4 separate regions of the Sus scrofa genome follow, and all the other regions are linked to region 2. A link is a contact called in public Hi-C and HiChIP or PLAC-seq data. All regions are on one chromosome and are shown on one strand. The core of a region is the stretch at or near the end of the contact, and the rest is flanking DNA. Distances in the headings are between cores, read along the strand shown. Region 1 has its middle 20 kb from the start of ZFP36L1. Region 2 overlaps LOC110261622 (a long non-coding RNA gene). Region 3 overlaps RAD51B (DNA repair protein RAD51 homolog 2). Region 4 holds the start of ZFP36L1 (mRNA decay activator protein ZFP36L1).

Evidence for each region. Hi-C and Micro-C count contacts between places; a contact is called where the count stands out from the background. HiChIP or PLAC-seq counts read pairs in DNA pulled down with a chosen protein or histone mark.
Region 1: a contact with region 2 is called in a Hi-C map of heart right ventricle, with 2.6 times the contacts expected there. The contact joins two enhancer-like sites. A contact is called at or near these places in 3 of 47 Hi-C or Micro-C datasets (alveolar macrophages, embryonic fibroblasts and heart right ventricle) and 1 of 2 datasets of contacts at active chromatin or transcription factors (skeletal muscle).
Region 3: a Hi-C map of liver shows a contact between it and region 2, with 6 times the contacts expected there. The contact joins two enhancer-like sites. A contact is called at or near these places in 1 of 47 Hi-C or Micro-C datasets (liver) and 1 of 2 datasets of contacts at active chromatin or transcription factors (skeletal muscle).
Region 4: a contact with region 2 is called in an H3K27ac HiChIP or PLAC-seq map of skeletal muscle. The contact joins the promoter of ZFP36L1 here to the enhancer-like site in region 2. A contact is called at or near these places in 3 of 5 promoter capture datasets (fetal skeletal muscle and liver), 5 of 47 Hi-C or Micro-C datasets (alveolar macrophages, brain, embryonic fibroblasts and 2 more) and 2 of 2 datasets of contacts at active chromatin or transcription factors (alveolar macrophages and skeletal muscle).

The regions. Positions count from the first base shown.
Region 1 is chr7:92,474,289-92,476,988 of Sscrofa11.1, reverse strand. No RefSeq gene overlaps it. Among named protein-coding and RNA genes, the nearest start is that of ZFP36L1, 20 kb to the left of the region's middle. Within about 2 kb of position 1,343, at least 3 of the 83 cell types and tissues checked have an H3K27ac peak or open chromatin away from gene starts, as enhancers often do.
Region 2 is chr7:92,324,301-92,327,000 of Sscrofa11.1, reverse strand. It overlaps LOC110261622 (a long non-coding RNA gene), which reads right to left. Exons shown (of 3, transcript XR_002345985.1): 1 at 2,639-2,700; 2 at 505-1,693. Among named protein-coding and RNA genes, the nearest start is that of ZFP36L1, 170 kb to the left of the region's middle. Within about 2 kb of position 1,295, at least 53 of the 83 cell types and tissues checked have an H3K27ac peak or open chromatin away from gene starts, as enhancers often do. A contact at or near this core is called in brain, fetal skeletal muscle, liver and 1 more, where this site is marked.
Region 3 is chr7:92,194,831-92,197,530 of Sscrofa11.1, reverse strand. The region is part of intron 11 of RAD51B (DNA repair protein RAD51 homolog 2); the gene reads right to left. Among named protein-coding and RNA genes, the nearest start is that of ZFP36L1, 300 kb to the left of the region's middle. Within about 2 kb of position 1,275, at least 31 of the 83 cell types and tissues checked have an H3K27ac peak or open chromatin away from gene starts, as enhancers often do. A contact at or near this core is called in liver and skeletal muscle, where this site is marked.
Region 4 is chr7:92,494,512-92,497,211 of Sscrofa11.1, reverse strand. It overlaps ZFP36L1 (mRNA decay activator protein ZFP36L1), which reads left to right and starts at 1,348. Exons shown (of 2, transcript XM_013989124.2): 1 at 1,348-1,841. The coding sequence starts at 1,785.

The DNA.
Region 1 (2,700 bases), core at 94-2,593, 150 kb before region 2:
GCCATAGTAGTGACAATGCCAGGTCCTTAACCCACTGAGCCACAAGGGAACTCCTCTCTATGCTCATATTTCTATCAAGAATAAGAAAAATAAAAGCCCGAGAAGGCTGTATATATATGTTTTTAAGCAATAAGAAAAAAGCCTATGCTTCATAGAAGTGAAGAACATGCAAACAAACAGCCGCTGTGTTGAGGGAAATTAGCCCATCCGACCTTTCTCATGCACATTCTTGCTGGGCCCTGTGTCAGTGGAGTTTGTGGGAAACAAAGCACCTTGTTTAACTCAGAGGCACCACCTTAAGAAATTTAGTCCTAATAGCTAAGGTTTATTAAGGGTTTATACATGTGTCAACCTTGCCGACAACACTGCAATATAGGTACTGCTATTTATCTCTACCTCACAGACTAGGAAACGGACCCAGAGAGGTTAACCTACATGTCCAAGGTCACACAGCTACTTTCAGGTGGAGACAGGATTTGAATACCGATCTGCCTTATCCCAGAACACATTCCCACTTCCTCTGTTCTGTGAGCTTCTAAGACAGATGCTCCTGGCTTGGGAGGATAGATATATGTTGTGTGCGTGTGTTTGTGCTGTTTCCTAGCACCCAGAGCAGTACTTGGCACCTAACAGGCACCTGGTAAATATCTTTGAATGAATGTTCTGGGCAGATGGCCCCTGAGCCCTGGGGGATGGGACTGTGTTTACAGAACTTGTTCCCCTGAATTCAGCATCCTGTTGGGGGCTCAGATCTGATTAGAGAGACAAGAAGGGACAGCCTGGTTTGCTCCATACCTTTTTGTTCCAAGTCTGGGTCTCCTCTAAGTCTTTCCTCCTCCACTGCCTTCACCCTCCAGACCATGAGATGAGACAGTTGGCGGACTGGAGAGAGAAGGAAAAAAAAAAGCAACACCTGTTGCTAAAGTCAGATGGTGGAGGAAGTGGTCCTTCAAGCCATTGAAGCCTTGTGAGGGGCTGCCTGGGGGTATCTGTGCTCATGGACAGTGGGGTGGGGTAGTGGGCAGTGTCTATGCAGCTGGCTCCCTGGCCGGAGTGGAAGAAGGAGGGGAATGTGGAAGTCAGGGACTGGTGAGAGTAATGGTTCTGGGTGGAAGCCCCATCTCGGTGCCCAGGAATCTAGTTGCTTAGAAGCAAACCCTGAGATAAGGATTTGAAATAAGTAGTTTATCTGAGCGGTGATCCCAGGAAGCACCAATAGGGAAGTGGGGGAAGTGAGTTAGAGAAGGCAAGGCAGCCCATAAAGGTTTGTTATCCAGTTGGTTATCCCCAGGGTAGCAGGACCTTGATCTTTCTGGGACGATCTAGTAAAGGACACAGAGATAGCATACCCAGGGGACAAGGCAGCTGGAGCGTTCACATACCCAGCTCTCAGTGATGGGTTGACGGCTGCTTGGCACTCCTGCCTGCTGTGAGAGTGGGAAGATAGGCTCTGGTGGCCAGGGACAGCCCCCAGGCAGAGATACAGATGCTGGCAACTGGTTTTTGGACAGATAGGCACTGAAATGGTAAGGGTGAGGGGATGTGGGTGGGGCACCAACTGCATCTGCGGACTCTCTTCTAGCCCTATAGGCTGAGCATCGTGTCTGGAGGCCAGGGTGCTTTGCAGAGGTACCAAGCCTGTCCAATCTCAATTAGCTTTTGCTACATAACAGAATTCTCCAAAATTAGTGGCTTGAAATAATGACGATTTCCCTTTCTTTCCTTTTCTTCCTTCCTTCCTTCCTTCCTTCCTTCCTTCCTTCCTTCCTTCCTTCCTTTCTTTCTTTCTTTCTTTCTTTCTTTCTTTCTTTCTTTCTTTCTTTCTTTCTTTCTTTCTTTCTTTTCTTTCCTTCCTTCTTTCTTTCTTGCCACATCCTTTGCATATGGATGTTCTGGGGCCAGGGATCAAATCTGAGCAGCAACTGCGATCTACACCACAGCTGCAGCAATGTTGGATCCTTAACCAATGCGCTGGGCTGGGGATCGAACTGGCATCTCCACAAAGACAAACTGGATCATTAACCCACTGTGCCATAGAAGGAACTCCTCATTTAGCTTTCAAATTGGGTAGGGCTTAGCCAGGTAGTTCTGGTCTCAGCCAGGTTCACTCATGTGTCTGTGGCCAGCTGGCAGGTGGGCTGAACGCTGGCTGGTCAAAGATGGCCTCGCTGAGACAGCTTGTCCGTTCTGTGGGGTCTCTCATCCTCCAGCAGGCTAGCTGGGGCTTGTTCTCAGGGTGGCAGCAGTTCTCCAAGAGAATGAGCAGAGGCAGGCTAGTGTTCTGGAGGCCTGGGCTTGGAACTGGCACAACACCACCCTCCACCAGTCTGTTGGCCAAACCAAGTCATCAGTCCTGCCCAGATAAAAGGGGTGGGGAAATAGACTCTACGTCTTGATGGGAGGGGCTGAAAGGTCATATGCACAGGAAAAGGAACATTTGCAGACAATTTTACAAATAATCTACCACATGACCCATGCCTGGAGGCATCTTGTGTCCTGGTGGACAATCAAAACAAGTATGCACTCTGCCGTCTTAGACGTAGTAGGAGTCAGAAATTGTCTGGGTCAAGTGTGGGAACATCTTTGTCCTATAATATTTCCTCCACTGATGCTTTCTCTTAAGCCTTGTCCTTTCCCGTGGTTATCTGTCAGAAAGTAATTATTTCTGAGGGACAGCACATTGTGTCTCTACTTAACCAA
Region 2 (2,700 bases), core at 46-2,545:
TTTACAACAAACCACGAGGGAGGATTTAGGGCTACCAGACAGGCCCAGAAGAGCCACAACAACACAACAAAGCCCTCTGCTTCGGAATCAAATCTTCCCAAGCCAGTACCTTCTCCTTCACCTGCCCCGGGGGGTGGGGGCTCTGGTCACAGGCTGGGATAGGAAAACCTCCTTTCCATTAAACTTAAGAGCGAGCACAGAATTGCTAAGGCCCACATTTTGTGCTTTGCTTTAAATTTCCAAGACCCGGGACAGAGTTTTTTCCCTGCAAATAGAGAGGGGTGGGGTTTGGGATTGTCTTTTAGAAAACCTCCCAGAGTGCAAGAACGCCTCCTTCTCTGCAGGTAAACAAACACCTGAGCTGGATGCTGGGAAGGAAAATTACCTGGTAGTCTTCAGGATTGCCAGCTAGACAAGGGAGGGGTGGAGGTGGGGCAGGGCCTGCTCTCCATAGAGCTGAAAGCCTACTTTTGTTCCAACCCCATCCCAACCATCAGTACCTACCCTTGGGAGGGAGGGGCCACACCGCGAGGCTATTCCTAAAACGGAGCAGGGCACCTCGAGAGCCTGCAAGCTGTGGGTGCAGAAAGCCTAGTGTGATGCCTTTTTCTGCAGCGCCTTATGGGCCCTGACCTTGGAGGAAGAAAAGATTCTGCCCCCCCTTCCCCTTGTTCGGGTTGGTTTGCGCTGGAATGCCACGCTTTTCAAAGTGTCTGAGTGATCGGCACTTTCTAAATATGTACAGCGATGCAGTGATAAGAAACCCAGCGTCTGGCCTCGCGGGTTCGCGGCCCCCTGACAGCCCCGGGGCTCGGGTGGGCCGTTCTCCCCCGCGCCCCGCCCCGGCTGTGCTTGGCTGAAACCTCAGTACCTCCTCCCGAGCCTGCTTTGGAAACGATTCTGCTCATTCCCAGGGTCCCCAGGTTCCAATCTTTAAGTCTGGAACTGGGCGGGGGGGGGGAAGACGATGAGATGAAACCCCTCGCCCCCCGCTTTCTCTGCACCCACCCCCACGACTCAGCCCAGGTGACCCAAATGGCTAAGTCAACTTGGAGAAATCGGAGCATCCCCAACGGAGCGGCCGCCCCAGCCCCCTTCGCCCCTTGCTCGGCCCCACAATGCGCCCTTGTGCCGCGCCTGCAGCCAGGCCGGGGGATTTGGCGCAGGGATGGGGGGAATAGCCGTCAGATATTTAAAACAGAGCCGAGGGAACAAAGCAGCTCTTTGTGCACCAGGCAGCCAGGAGCCGGGAGCCGCGGGCGGGCGTGCGGGGCGCTGCTTGGGCGCATGCGCACCGCGGCTCGGCCGCGCTCTGGTTACTGAGAGTTTTCCACCCCGGGTCCTAGGGGCCTTGGTTAACCCCTTCCGGGGCCGCTCCCGGAGCAGGCAAAGAGAGAAACTGGCTTTCATCTGCTGGCTGTTACATGTTTAATTGAAAAAAAGAAATAGTCATTTTCCATGTTTCCATAGGAAGCATACATAGATCATTAAAATAAAGTGACATACCAGTTGGGAACCCAGATTTTAAATGACCGGAATTTAATGAGACACTTGGGCCATGTAAAAGTTGAGGCATTTGGAATAGACGCTTTCTTCGGGCGCTGGCAAAACCTTTTAAAAAGACTGGTTTCTTCTGTCTTGTATATGCTGGGTGACTGGCTGTTTCGTTTTCCTGTTTACTGTCACTTGGGATCTGAAAGATATGTTGGTTATTGTCAAGGCCCTGGCTTTTGTTTGGGTTGTGGGCTGGACGATGTTTATTTATTTTTTTAAAAATAACTAAATAGAAGTGGAGTGTGCATGGTACAAAGATAAGATTGGGTCACGAACCAGAGAATACAACTCATCCAATCTATGCACTAGAATTTCTGAGAGAGAGAGAGAGAGAGAGAGAGAGAGAGAGAGAGAGATAGCAGTTGTTAAACATTCTGCTGTGTGAAGAGAGGGTATCGAAGAGCTCTCTCAAGTAGGAGAGAGTAGGAGGGACTTGGTGGGGGATGGGATGAGCAAAGGGCCCCATCCTGCCTTTTTTTTTTTTTTTTTTTTTTTTGGCTCTTTGCTTTTTAGGGCCACACGTGTAGCCTATAGAGGTTCCCAGGCTAGGGGTCTAATTGGAGTTACAGCTGCCAGCCTGACACAGTTACAGCAACATCAGATCCGAGCCACATCTGAGACCTACACTACAGCTCACAGCAACACCAGATCCTTAACCCAAGGAGCGAGGCCAGAAATCGAACCACAACCTCATGGTTCCTAGGTGGATTCGTTTCTGCTATGCCACAATGGGGAACTCCCCATCCTGCTTTATACTTCACTAAGTCATCTACCCCCCACCCCACCCCCGACTCCCCACCCCAGTGTAATTGGAGGAGTGGCAAACAGAGGCTATGGAAAGCTAACTGCAGACTGAGTTACTACGCTCAAATTATCCGGATGGATGGGAAGGGCAGTCTCAAACCATGGGTGATTCCACAGCCTTCCAAACAAGTGAGGTTAGATGGACAGCCCCCATCAAAGCAAATCAGGGAGAATGGAAGAAAATCAGTGGATGTCTCATAACTTGCACGCTAGGACTCTGTGCATTAGCCCACTCTGCTCTGCCTGTAGACACACATCTGATGAATTTTTGGTTCTTTACCTTTTGTAGCTCAGTTGCCAGGTGGTCTCAAGAAAGCAAAGAGATTTCTATGTGAGGTCATC
Region 3 (2,700 bases), core at 26-2,525, 130 kb after region 2:
CCCCTGCAGAGGCAGCCCCGTTGTCTGCAGAAAGCCCTGGGGGGGCCCGTCGGGGGAGCGGGGCTGCAGCTGTGGGCCCCCGCCCTTCTGCAGCAGGCTTTGATCAGGTTTTGTGGGGGCTGCGTGCAGCCTGACCTCCCATCTCCAGCGTCTCTCAGGTGGAAAGTTCTGTTCAGCCTGTCTGTGGCTTCAAAGGCTCTCCCTCCTTCGGGCTGGGACGAGACTGATAATGGTTCTCATTTTGTTGTCGTCTGATCTCCCAGCAGCCCCCGTCTCTCCATTGACAGGCTTCTGCTTGTTTGCCTGGGCTGCTGTGGCCGGGCTCAAACCACCTTTCTGGTTGAGGAAGCACATTGACATCCTCTTCCATGGAGGCGCCTTTGATGGCTCAGACATGGCCTCCAGCCCAGACAAAGGTGACCAGGCCACGACAGCTGGGCACCTGGCAAATCAGACTCTGGGCACTGGGCAGGGCAGGCGTCTGAGAGGCCAAGGACTCTCTGAGCCTGTGCATCGGAGAGGAGGAACCCTCAGCGCCTCCCTGCCTGCCTCTGCGGTTGGAGCTGCAGGAAGGCCATGCTTTCTGCTCCAGTTCCCGGCAGGAATCCGGCTGGGGGGCCTGAAGGCACACACCGCCCCATGAACCTGGGCAGAGCATAGGAAAAAGGCCACGGACCCGAAGTTGAGCTGTTCACAGAGAACTTGAGCTATTCACTGTCTTGAGCCCTAGGCACCAAGCCAGCCAAAGTCGGGAAGTTCCTTTTGTGGCCTATTCTTTCCAAGTGTTGTGCCCTTACCGCCTCAGTTCTCAGCCTGGGGGGTAAACAACAGCTAAGGCAGCCACTCCAGAGTCCACTTCCGGCTCCCACCCCACACTGCTTCCAACCTTGTGCTCCGGCCTGAGTGAAAGGACCAGGGCTGGCGACCACGACGGGTGTCAGCATGTTTCAGATGGAGCCCTGCCTCACCAGAGGGCCATGCGCCTGGCCACGCGGTTGGGGTTAGGCTGCACATGGCCCTTCGGTTTCCTCATATTTAACATGAGGGTGGCCAAGGGCAACAGGAGCGGTCAGGAGAGCATCCTTCTTCCCCAGCCTGATAGCACAGTGCTCTTCCTTCCTTTTGATCGTACTCAAAACAACTCCTGCACTAGAACAATGAGCCCGGGAGGGCCAGAGGGAATTTATTATGCGGCTGTCCTGGGGCTCGGCCTTGCCTGCCTTTATCTCACACAGAGGTCTGCGTGGGAGGAAGTCTGGCAGGCCCCGGGGTCATCTCTGCCCCAGCTCTCCCTCCAATACAGAGCACTGGAAGGATGAGGAAGCAGCGGCCACGTTAGCCAGGCCTGGCCTAAGCCACAGCCAGCGGGGGGGGATCAGCCCAGATCTCCTAAAACTCTGATGGGGACTCTGTGAAAGGCAGGGGGACTCCCGGCATGGAGAGCCCGCCCAAGTCTAGCCAGCCTGCTTAGGACAGGCCTTTCTGGAGCCCTTCTCTTGGTCTGTTTCCTCTCTTCTTGGTCCTGGCTGTGGTTGGGGGGAGGGAGCTCTGTGGATGTGTCCTCTGTGTGTGGACTGTCCAGGATTCTCACTCGGCGGAAGCCACTTGGTTAGGAGTTTTGCCTACCCCTCCAACTTGGGGAGAGAGGAGAAAGGCTTGGGGCCTTGGGGCCTTGGGGCCGAGATGGGTCTCAGTTGTGACTAGATTTCCCCAGAAGTTGGATGTTTTGCTGTCCCTCTGCTGTGAGCAGGGTCTAACCTGGTCCTCTCAGCAACTTTAATCTCAGTTAATCTGTCATCCAACTTTAGTGGCAGTGCTGCTAATATACAAAAATCCACTTTTGCCATCCAGCCAGGCGCTGTGGGATGCTGTGGGACTCTGGGTCCACCATCTTTGTGAGGCTTGAACCTTCTGTAATTCTGTGGATTGAGTAAAGATAGACCTGGGCTCATTGGCTGAATGACCTTGAACAGGCTACAGGACCTCTCGGAACCTCAGCCTCCTCATCTGTGGAATGGGGATGTGAGTACTAACCTTGTAGGATTATTCTGAGGATCAAGGGAGATAATGTCCATAAACACATCTAGTATGTATTAAACCTTCTAGAAGTAGTGAGGTCATTACTAGTCCCACCGTTTAAAACAGGGGGGAGGAGTTTCCGTCGTGGCGCAGTGGTTAACAAGTCCGACTAGGACCCAGGAGGTTGCGGGTTCCATCCCTGGCCTTGCTCAGTGGGTTAAGGATCCGGCATTGCCGTGAGCTGTGGTGTAGGTCACAGACGCAGCTCGGATCCTGTGTTGCTGTGGCTGTGGCTGTGGCGTAGGCCAGCATCTACAGCTCTGATAAGACCCCTAGCCTGAGAACCTTCATGTGCCACGGGTGCAGCCATAGAAAGGACAAAATAAAATAAAATAAAATAAAATAAAATAAAATAAAATAAAATAGGCGGGAGTGTCTGATCTGACCCCAGACTCTGAGTAGCCGCCTTGAGTGAGCCGTGAGCCCTGCTCTCAGCCAGGAGGATCAAGCATGTGAGGGACACTGGAGGAAAGAGACCCACAGCGCAAAGTTAAGGAAGTTCACCTGGGACACCAGCAGCAGATCCAGGAATGAACTTGGTTTTCGAGACCACCAGATCCTCCCACCCTCCAGTCCCCCCACCTCTCTCTGTGCAACAAGTCTGTATCTGTCTCCTGGGGC
Region 4 (2,700 bases), core at 99-2,598, 170 kb before region 2:
TCCTTTCCAAAGAAACGTGCTCATAATGGGGTGACCTAATTACATCGCAATGGAACCCGCTCTTAGCCACTCAGCGCACAGGGTTTCATAACAGACCCGGCCGCCTCGAGTGCTGGGAAGAAACGTGCGAGGGCCAAGGAGGCGTCCGGGCACGCGGGGAAATAGGAAAGAAATGCGGCCCCAAGATTTCCATCACGGTCTTCTCGCCAGCAACCCGTGGGCAGTGGGGCACACGTTGACAACTTTTTATTTGGGTGGGTGAAGGGGCATCTGAACTTAACAGTAAATAAATATATACTTCCCAGTTTTCAAAAGCATAATAATCAATTGGGGCATTTCGGTTTCGAGGATCCCATATCCCCCCTCCTCCCATCCCGCCAAAACAGCTCACTGTGACAAGCCATATGTTCCGTTCCCCTGGGGGCGGGGGAGAAGCAACAATAAGTTAAAAGTGTCGCCTTCCTCCATCTCTTTACCTTTATTTTACCAAAGCAACTTTTTTTTCCTTGTTCAGTGGTTTAGGTGTATGTGTGTGTGTGTGTGCGTGTGTGTGTGTGTGCGCGCGCATGTGTGTTGGTAGGGGTAGTTTCGGCGCGGCCCGTGGTTCAGAGTGCGCGGGGAAAGTTGTGCCTTGCTGGGTGGGTTTTTTTTTTCCCTCCGAGGAGGAGAAGAGGCGCTCATGAGGATTCGGGTTTTCTTTACAAAAACGTTTAAAGATCGATGTGTGAAATAAATACACTCCCAAGCCTGTTAAAACAATCCGCCAGGGCCGTGGTCTTTTCGCTAACAACCCGCCCCCCCCACCCCTCCAGTCCACTCTCGGAGGGTGTCCGCTGCAAAGCGATCGCGGGTGTAGACGCGTGCGGCGGGCTAAATCGCTCTGTGCTCGTCCCCGCCAGGCCAGGGCCTCCTGGGGGGAAAAAAGTCTCCTAATCCTCCTCTCTCAACCCCCATCCCCGCCCCTGAAAAAAAACAAAACCCTAAACTTGAACGCTTTGTGAGCTTCTTATTTTCAATCTCCTCTCCCCGTGGGGTTTGCGGAGGGGAGCCGAGTGCGAAAGAAAACTCGGGGAAAGAGTAAGTTATGCGGGTACTTGGAGAAGTTTCAAGGGAGATCTGCTCAAGATGGAAACCGCAGCCCGGGCGCTAAGGACGGGCTTCTGCTCCAGCTTGCAAAAAGAGAAAGTCGAGCCCGCCTTCCTGCCCGACAAAAAAACAACAACACAACAACAAGAACCCCGAAGAGGGTGGAATGAGTGATGTCACAGAGCCGCGCTCGCAGGCTGACAAAGGGGGGGGCTCCCCTCCTCCCCCCGCGCGGCGCACCGCCCCAGAGAGGGGCGCCTGCAGCGAGGGGTAGCCAAGCGAGCGGAGTCGAAACTTTTCCTCTTTAAGAAAAAAAGTTGTGCGCAGCTCGCAGTGGGTTTTTTTTTTTTTCTTCTTTGCCTTCTTTCCTCGTCTCCCCTCCCCCTTCTTCCTTTTGAAAGTTTCTTTCTTTTTTTTTTTCCCCCGAGTTTGACCGCATGGCTGATTCAACTTCAGTGTCAATCAACTTTTTTTCCTCCTCTTCCTCATTTAAATAAGTTTAAAGCTCCTCCCTCTTCTCCGGCCCACCAAATCTGAAACTTATATAAATTGGGCTTCGCGCGCCGCAGCCGGGGAGAGTCAGAAAGGCGAGGGGCGCCGGGAGCAGGCGTGTGGGACTCCAGACCGGAGAGCCTTCCCCGCACCGGGACCTTCACAACAAACCAGATCCTCGTCCCTGCCCCGTGCGAGCGCCCAGGATGACTACCACCCTTGTGTCTGCCACCATCTTCGACTTGAGCGAAGTTTTATGCAAGGTAAAGTGGGGCGGAGCATTTACTTTTCTAAGCCTTTTTCTTTTTTCTCTTGTCTGCCAAAAGAACCCCCCAAAGTTTAGGTCTGGGAAGACTGGGAAAAAGCGAGGAGAGGCGAGGTAGTTGTTTTTTCCGCCCCATTTCGCCCCCCAGTTTGAAGGAATTTGGCGCTTTCCTTCCCATCCTTTGAATTTCAGCAGCTCCTGGCGGGGATTACATGGGAATCTGGAGTCCAGAGTTTTGAGGGGCGAAGTTTACGTGGGGCTGCCCGGGGGACGCGGGGCATTGACCGGGGCAGTTTTTTTTTTTTTTCTTTTTTTCGGTGATTCATTCGTCCATAACGTGCTGCTTTTGAGCCCGGTTTCGGTAGTGGGCTCGGTTTCCCTGTGAGCGCTCAGGGTGTCGCCGCTGCCGGGCGACACCGCTGCCGGGAGGGGGTTCGAGTCTCTCCAGCCACATTGCCGGACTGCGGCTCGGGAAGTGGGGGTCCGGTGGAGAGGTAAATCTCAGGACAGTGTTTTGCTGGGATGTGTCCCCTTCTGTTCTGGAGAGGCTGGGGATCTGCGAGAAAAAGGCCAAGAGTTGTGATTCAAAGGATGTTGCAAAACGAGTTTGCAGTGGGACTTCAGCTCGCCACAGTTCGGCCAGGCTTCCTCCTGTGATAGCCGATCTCCTGCAGACTTTGGGCGAACGTGGGACTCGCTCACCTTTTTTTTCCCAAGGGACCGCGACTCGTAGATGTAGAGGGAATTGGGCGGGGGGGTACCGACAACGAAACTCCTGTTTGAGTTCAAGGGTCTCCGCGAGGAAGGATATAATAGGGGCCTCCTTAAGCCGTGTAGCTTGCCAGCCGGTGTGGAAA